2 separate regions of the Zea mays genome follow, and region 2 is linked to region 1. Evidence: chromatin contacts called from public Hi-C data. All regions are on one chromosome and are shown on one strand. Each heading gives the region's core, a stretch centred on a gene start, on an enhancer-like site or on the middle of the called end of the contact. The rest is flanking DNA. Distances are from core to core; before and after follow the strand shown.

The links. Hi-C and Micro-C count contacts between places; a contact is called where the count stands out from the background.
Region 2: a contact with region 1 is called in a Hi-C map of ear, with 1.8 times the contacts expected there. The contact joins the enhancer-like site here to the promoter of LOC100282194 in region 1. A contact is called at or near these places in 3 of 25 Hi-C or Micro-C datasets (ear, endosperm and leaf).

What each region holds. Positions count from the first base shown.
Region 1 is chr7:96,946,602-96,950,690 of Zm-B73-REFERENCE-NAM-5.0, forward strand. LOC100282194 (Cysteine desulfurase mitochondrial) reads right to left here and starts at 1,514. Exons shown (of 2, transcript NM_001155106.2): 1 at 1-1,514. The coding sequence starts at 1,325. It also overlaps the pseudogene LOC100193241.
Region 2 is chr7:97,237,854-97,242,142 of Zm-B73-REFERENCE-NAM-5.0, forward strand. No RefSeq gene overlaps it. Among protein-coding and RNA genes, the nearest start is that of LOC103632602, 66 kb to the right of the region's middle. Within about 2 kb of position 1,953, at least 16 of the 20 cell types and tissues checked have an H3K27ac peak or open chromatin away from gene starts, as enhancers often do. A contact at or near this core is called in ear and leaf, where this site is marked.

The DNA.
Region 1 (4,089 bases), core at 264-2,763:
TCAATGCCAGCCTTGGCCATCTCATAGAGTGGGCTCATGTCACGGAGCTTCTTCACCTGATGCACAGTAAGCTCAATTGCTCTGTCCACCTCTTCGTCAGTGGTAAAGCGACCCATGCCGAAACGAATAGAAGTGTGTGCCATATCCTCCTCCACCCCAAGTGCCCGCAGCACATATGAGGGCTCCAAGCTGGCACTAGTGCAGGCACTACCACTTGACACAGCCACCTCCTTCAGACCCATCAGTAAGCTCTCCCCTTCCACATAAGCAAATGACAAATTTAGATTGCCTGGGTAACGGTGCTCCATACTTCCATTGATGACAACATCATCGACCTGCGCACGTATGCCATCAAGCAGCCTCTGCTGCAGAGCACTGACACGCCTGTGGTCATAATCCATCTCTTGAGCGGCAATCTCACAGGCAGCCCCAAATCCAACAACAAGAGGTGTAGGAACAGTCCCACTGCGGATGCCACGCTCCTGCCCACCACCATTCATCTGTGGTTCCACCCTGATGCGAGGGCGGCGACGAAGGTAGAGGGCCCCCACGCCCTTGGGGCCATAAATCTTGTGGCCGGACAAGGACATGAGCCCAATCCCCATCCTGTTCACATCAATCGGGATCTTCCCCAGCGCCTGCGCAGCATCAGTGTGGAACGGCACGCCTTTCTCCTTGCAGATGCGCCCAATCTCCTCGAGCGGCTGGACGACGCCGATCTCGTTGTTGACAGCCATGACAGACACCAGCCCGGTGTCCGGGCGGATGGCGTCCTCGAGCTGCGCGAGGTCGACGAGCCCGTCCTTGCGCACGGGGAGATAGGTGACCTCGAATCCCTCCTGTTGCAGATACCTGCAGGAGTCCAGCACGCACTTGTGCTCGGTCTGCGTGGTGATGACGTGGCGGCGGCGCTCGCGGTAGAAGCGCATGACGCCCTTGACGGCGATGTTGTTGCACTCGGTGGCGCCCGAGGTGAAGAAGATCTCGCGCGGGTCGGCGCCGACGAGTGAGGCGACGCGGGCGCGAGCGTCCTCTACGGCGGCGTCGGACTCCCAGCCGTAGAGGTGGGTACGGGAGTGAGGGTTCCCGTAGCGAGAGAGGTAGAAGGGGAGCATGGCGTCGAGGACACGCGGGTCGACGGGGGTCGTCGCCTGCATGTCCATGTAGAGCGGGCGGCCCGAGATGCGCACGCCCTTGACGGTGACGGCCGCCTCGTCCTCCTCCGAGGCCACCGCCGCAGGTGCGACAGCCGTGGAGAGAGCGCGGGTGGGGATGGAGGCGCCGCGGCGGAGGAAGAGCGGGAGGAGGCGGCGGGAGAGGGCCATGTTGTGGGGTGGTGGCCGGGTAGAACGGGGTAGGGTTCAGGGGAGGGGTTGCGGCCGCCGCCGCTGAGCTCCCGTTTTGGGGGAGTGGCGATATGGGAATTGCTGGTTAAGGCCAGGGGGAAGGTGGGGAGGACTGAGGAGCCAAGCAGGGTATGGACGAGAACGAGCACGACGGCACGACGCGTCGACGCGCCGACGTCCGATGTGGATGAGACTATGAGAGGGGGCAAGGGAAGGGAAGTGCGTCACGCAACGGCGGCCCATATGTGGGCTGAGGAGCCGAGCTGATTGGGCTAGGACGCTAGGTTGGGATCAGCTTGTTTGGTTTAGATTTTTTAACTAGATTTAATATTAAAATATAAAATCTTAACTAAACGGTATAACTTCGTAATAGAATTCTGAAAATCTATGTATTGTTCTAGTTTAATTTAGAATAACTTTCTATGCTAAAAATTTAGATTTATATCATCTATGTTACCATATGCTCTTGTAGAATTTTCAGTTGACAGTTGTTTTAACCAAATATATTTTAATTTTTTTCATGTCCGTCAGCTCACATAAGCTTTTCACAGCTCACAGTTAAAATCAGATTTATATCTTGTGTGATCACACCAACTGCGTTTATGTTGTGGCTACTACTATGTACGAGAAGGAATAAGGTCTACCACATTTCAGTTGTAACCTCAATAGTGTGACAATGGGAGCATCCGAAAGAGGTAAGAAGTGGAGCACCACTTAAGGGCTTGTTCGGTTAGCTCTCAATCCATGTGGATTGAGTGGGATTGGATGGGTTTAAATCCCAAACAAGTCAAACTTCTTAAGAAATTTTTCCAATCCCATTCAATCCATGTGTATTGGGAATAACCGAACAAGGCCTAAGCATGAAGATGGCCTATAACTATCTATAGAGTTACCTGACTGGAGCATGGCCCTCGTGTGGGCTACCCTTGTGTGAGGCTCCAACGAGGATTATTAAGAAGCTTGTGCACTTCTTGATACCTCAGTAAAACTATCGAGTATCAATGAGAGTTTGTATCTTTATCATATTTAAGCTTCTTTATTTATATTACTGGATCATGTGGCGCCCATTCGGGCGCCCTATCCAACACAAGGTAAAACATGAGCAAACAATTATATATGCTATATTAAAATTCAGCAAAGGATGATTAAGTCTCCAATAAAACCGTTTAGCGCGGGGAGCAACAAAGCAACTATGAGACCAAACATAGATAGACCGAACATAATCCGCATTAAAGTTTTAGACCATACTTTAACGTGTTCCATAGTAAGACGGTCAGGGCTATTACAGCCTGAAACTGATCCCAAATAAGATTATAGGATCGAAGTCTACGTTTATGGGTCGCAAGTTAGGGATAGGTAGGCAGCTACGCGGGAGGTATATACATAGTACGGAGAGCTGATGCAACCCACATAGTTATGCACATAAATCTTACACAACTACAATTGTAGCTTCACGCATCCACAAAAGCCAACCACAAAAGCGACCAAGATGTCCATCCACAAAAGTAACCAAGATGTCATCTGTCATACGTTCAAACTTCAGGTTTGTCGAGGCTGCAAATAGATACAAGAATGTGAGTATAAAATTCATAAATATCCCATGTGGCATGTTTTGTCAACCCAAAAGAATTTGATACGGTTCATTTGTGCAAGTTGTATTCGAGCTGTATCCCTTACACTGACGCTAATTTGGTTAGAAGGCCTGAATCGCCTAGTATTTTGATTCGCAACTTCCTTTTAAGCATATTTATCACAAATTTATTTATTATCTATATTTCTATTATCAAATCAGAAGGCCTACTAAACCTGTTACTTTTGTCCTTCCTCCCAAAAAAGAACTATAACCATCCAAAGCACAAGATCCATGTAATCCATACGGTAGAGCTTATCTCCTCACAAAATCAAAACAAGGTCTATAGCTCTACGCTTGTAATAGTCCTAAAGAAGTACACACAACTTCATCAGAAACAAAATAAGTTTTCGTACAGATTGCTACTTCAAAAATTGAATCTACCACAAATTCAGTGAAGGGAAAACCAGACTAAACAATTATCCATGCCATATTCAAATTCAGTGAAGGGTTTCATAAATTATTCAGCACAATTGATACTTCAAAAATTGAATCTACCACAAAACTGGTTAGTGCGAGACGTACAGAACAACAAAACAATGATCATACCAAACACATAGAGAGGCTAAACATAATTCAGTGAAGTTGTTTTATGTTGTAGCACAAGTTACCATTCTTAGAGGTCTTCAACTCTATATCTTTGTATTTTTCACATAGTAATGTTCATGACAAACTTCTTCGGTGTGAGATCACATCTACATCCTTCTGTACAAGTTTATGAGCCTATTACTAACACTCCAGCTTTAGGGAAAGTGCATAAACTCTTTTGAAAGAATAGCGCAAAACCTTCACCTAGACATCATGGTCTGAATTCCTAAATGTGAGGACCAATGAGGAACAATTTGACAAAAAAATATCAGCCCAACTCCTACAACATCAGATGGATCTAGTTATTTTATTTTAAAAATAACATAAATGTTGCTTAGAAATACTAACAGAACGACACGAATTGGACAGACCTGAATCAGGGGGCATAAACAAATTTCCAAGGAATTTCCTCAATGATGGCAACAGTTTTATTTTAAAAATAACAGAAATGTTGCTTAGAAATACTAACAGGACGACACGAATTGGACAGACCTAAATCAAGGGGCATAAACAAATTTCCAAAGA
Region 2 (4,289 bases), core at 703-3,202, 290 kb after region 1:
TGGCCACAACTATAACCAACCAGGTGACAACTAGTAGTCCTTGTTAGTTAGGATTCAATTCTAATGTTTTTTACTTTTATTATGACACTTGAATGAATTTTGAACTATCACACCCGGATTAAAGGGATAAAGCCGGGTGTGTCTCATATGTGCGCCAAGGAAGAACATCACATATAATGACAAAGTGTATAGAGATAAATGTCACATATAACATAAATGTCATTATTACATAACGGAAGTCTTACAAAATAAATGATAATAATAAAGCGAACTAATATTATTCCCTCGCGTCACAAAGCTAACTGGGAAACACCACCTAGATCAACTCATATGCTTCATTGTAGGGCGGCTCCTCTTCGACCACCTGCTATTCACCTGTGGGGGGGGTTATATATCACAAGAGTGAGCTCACAAAAGATCATAGGCCAACAAGTTGTGGGGAATAATGTGCATGAACTCACCAAAGGTGGGAGGTCATGTGAAGTGTAAGGCTAATCAATAAGTAAGGGTTAAAGCTTAGCATTGCTTGTATAAGTTGGTCAAATTTTTATTAGCAGTTACTAAATGTAAGTAAATACCAAACCAGAGTAATAGTAGATCAAAATAATAATAAATCCCAATGCGATGCAAATGACAAATTGAATTTAATTCCATAAATTAATCATGTGAGGGTCCGAGCCGCTCATTACCGTGAGCACGGATGATATACCAGTTTTACACTCTGCAAAGGTTTCACATATTTACCAACAAGTCATGTTATCCATCTGCCAAGGGATCGCGGCTCCCATACACCTCTACCAAGGAAGTGAGGCAGGGTAACACTACGAGGCCTTTATAAAGTTCCACTAGCTTCAGAAAACCCGCTACAGTTTCTAGGAAGCTCCAATGTAGGAATCCCTCACCTGATCGCCATCGCAGCAAAATCAACCCAAGGACTTCTGTACACTGACCACTCCCCTACTGCCCTTGCCCCTTTCGGGTAAGGTAGTCGTCCACAATTAGTCAGCCAAGGACGTTCCATACCACCCTTGTGGTAGCACTATTTTCCCAGGTGATCACTCCATGTTCCAATTAACATAATGACCTTATCATGAACAGTAAATAACAGACTGATAATAAAAGTATGATCATGAATAATGTGTATCTCCATACAAAACCACATAAAGCAATAGCAGGTACTAAAATTCAGTGGTAAGCAAGGTATAAAGTTAGCCAAACTAGGGTAACCTATTGGGTCCCATCAAAATAAACCTATGCAGATCATTATGATTAATAAGAACATGGTTGGATAAAAAGAAGTGATCAAGGGCATAACTTGTCTTTAACGAGCTCCTGCTCAGCAGTCTCCACCTGCTGAACATCGGGATCCTCTGTGGCTGGCTCGTCTACTCGCAACAATACAAACAAACATGGTATAGCAGAAATTAACATCACACCAAACAACAAAACAGAATGTATGATAATATTCTAAGCATCATAACGAGATCGTAGGAACAAGAATCACTAAATTCGGAGTTACGGTTATCTAGTTATGAATTCCTGAAGTTACTTAGTAACTAGAATAGAATAATTCAAGTGAATAAATTTAATTCAAGTTTCATGGCTAAACAGAGGTACTAGATGATAGACAATATTAAAACAGAATTAATGCCACTGGACTAGATTAATTTGGAGTTAAAATAAATTAAATATGAATTATACAAGTTTCTGGAATTATTTTTATATTAAAAATCAATCCCTATAATTAATTTCCTAATTTCTTTGTTCTCTAGACTACGCGTCAAATCCAGAGAAGTGCAGGGATTAACTCGTAAATTTATTCAGACTCAGGTTACTGCTACTGTGGACGGCGGGTTCTATTTAAAACAAACGTAGGGGCTCATTTAGCAATCTGCATAGCCGAAGGGGTATGGCGGCCCATCAGTCGTTTGATCCAAAATCTGTGCACCAGATTAGACTCATGCTAGTTACTCATTAGCGCTCTCCCCTGGACGTCGGATCCGGGATCCATGGGTGCGAGCCCACCAGCCCGTAATAAAATCCAACGCCTAGGCACAATGATCGACGGACATGATCAATTCCCTGTCGAACGAATGCCCTAGACTGATCCCAGTCGTCTATTTCATAATCTATGGACACCTTGGCGTCATCAACCTCATGACGCCCAGGCACAGCCGTCGCGCCATACCCAACACACACTCTCTCTCTCTCCTACCAATCAACCGGCATTCTACCCGGCCAAGACCAGCCAGCGTTCGCCACCGCCGTCCTCCGGAGGCGCACCGGTCCCGGGTCCGCTCCAACCCCACACTCTCGCGACATCTCAACAAACCCCAAGATACCGCATAGGAAGAAACCGACTCATCGTAGATGAGTGCGCCGGTAGGGTCTGCCTGCTCCCGATGACCAACGTCCCGCCGCCGACGACCCCAAAATGCTCCGAGCTCCTGGCACACGATCGGCCAAGCCCCAGACCCGGCACCATAGTCACTACACCGCCGAATGCTCTTCTCTCCACTCGTGTTGTCTATGGCGATGATGATGACGTTTGTGTTGTGTTTGAGGGAGAAAGGGGAGGAATAGGTGGGCGCACATTGTAAATATCCCAGGGAAGCCGCGGTGGTTGCAACAGTCCCGCTATTTGTGCGTAGCTCGACGGCTTCGGTGGACGCGAGGGCAACGGCGAGGAGATAAATAGTAGTCGATGGCCCACTAGTCAGCGAAGCTAGAAATCCGCTCTGCGCGACTCCCGACCCCACGATCCAGCGGGAGCTCGTTCGTTGTCCCCTTTTCGCAGTGCGCCGACCACACGGGCCCGCAAGCAAGTCACTCACCAGGCGTGCTTCACACTTGCTCTGGGCCGCGCGGAGGGAAAACAGAATGGGCCGACCGTGGGGGATTGCGGCCCAGCGCAGGTATGGGGTTCTCTTTTCTTTTCTTTTTTCTTTTCTCTTTTCCTTTCTTCTCATTTTTGAATGCTAAATTCTAAATCCCAATTTTGATTGTAACTTTTGGACTTAAACTAGATGTACTAATCCCAGATGTTGATAGGAAAGACACATTTATTCATATATTTTTCTTCACATTATAGATAGGGTTTTCCTTTCTTTCTTTTCTTTCTTATATACATTATTTCTAATTTCTAAAATTTAAATTAGGTTTAATCCCTAATTCTCATTATTAATGTATCCTTATTAATATTATTATTTTATCAAATGCACAAACAATTAAACTCCAACATGATGCACATTTTATTGAAGAATTATTCATTTTAAATATGTTTCCTATTAGTTCTCATGGATGAGAAGACATTACACATAAAGTTTTATCCCTCTTTTTATTTTCCAAAGTTGGGTATTACAATTCTACCCCCTTAAAAAGAATCTCGTCCTCGAGATTAGGAAGGACTAGGGAAGAGGTGGGGAAAATCTACTCGCAACTCGTCTTCTCTTTCCCAAGTAGCTTCTTCTTCTCCATGGTGACTCCATTGCACTTTGCACATTTTAATCACTTTACTCCTTGTGACACGATTCAAAATATCAAGAATCTTGATAGGATACTTAGTATAAGTCAGATCATCTTGAACACTAAGATCCTCCATAGGTAGCTGTTCCTCGGGTACCCTGAGGCACTTCTTCAGTTGAGACACGTGGAAGACATCATGTACATCCACAAGATGATAGAGTAATTCCAGTTGATAGGCAACTTCCCCTACCCGCTTTAGGATCAAGAAAGGCCCAATAAAGCGAGGGGATAACTTTCCTTTGACTTTAAATCTCTGCATACCATGAATCGGTGACACTTTCAGATACACATGATCACCCTCCTTAAACTCTAGCAGTCTTCTTCGGGTATCCACATAACTTTTCTGCCTTGATTGTGCGGTTCTCAAATTCTCCCTTATCAACCATACTTGTTCTTCTGCCTCTTGTATAAATTCTGGCCCAAAGAACTGTCTTTCACCAGTCTGATCCCAATATAGAGGAGTTCTGCATTTTCTGCCATATAGAGCCTCAAATGGGGACATTGAGAGCACCTAGAGGGGGGGTGAGTAGGTGATCCTGTAAAAACTTAAATCTTAAAGCCACAAACTTGATTAAGTGTTAGAGCAATAAAGCCAAGTGGCTAGAGAGGAGTTCTTGCGAAACACAATAACCAAAAAAAGATCAACACAGAGAGGCACAGTGGTTTATCTCGTGGTTCAGCCAAGTCCAACACTTGCCTACTCCACGTTGTGGCATCCCAACGGACGAGGGTTGCACTCAACCCCTTTCAAGTGGTCCAAAGAC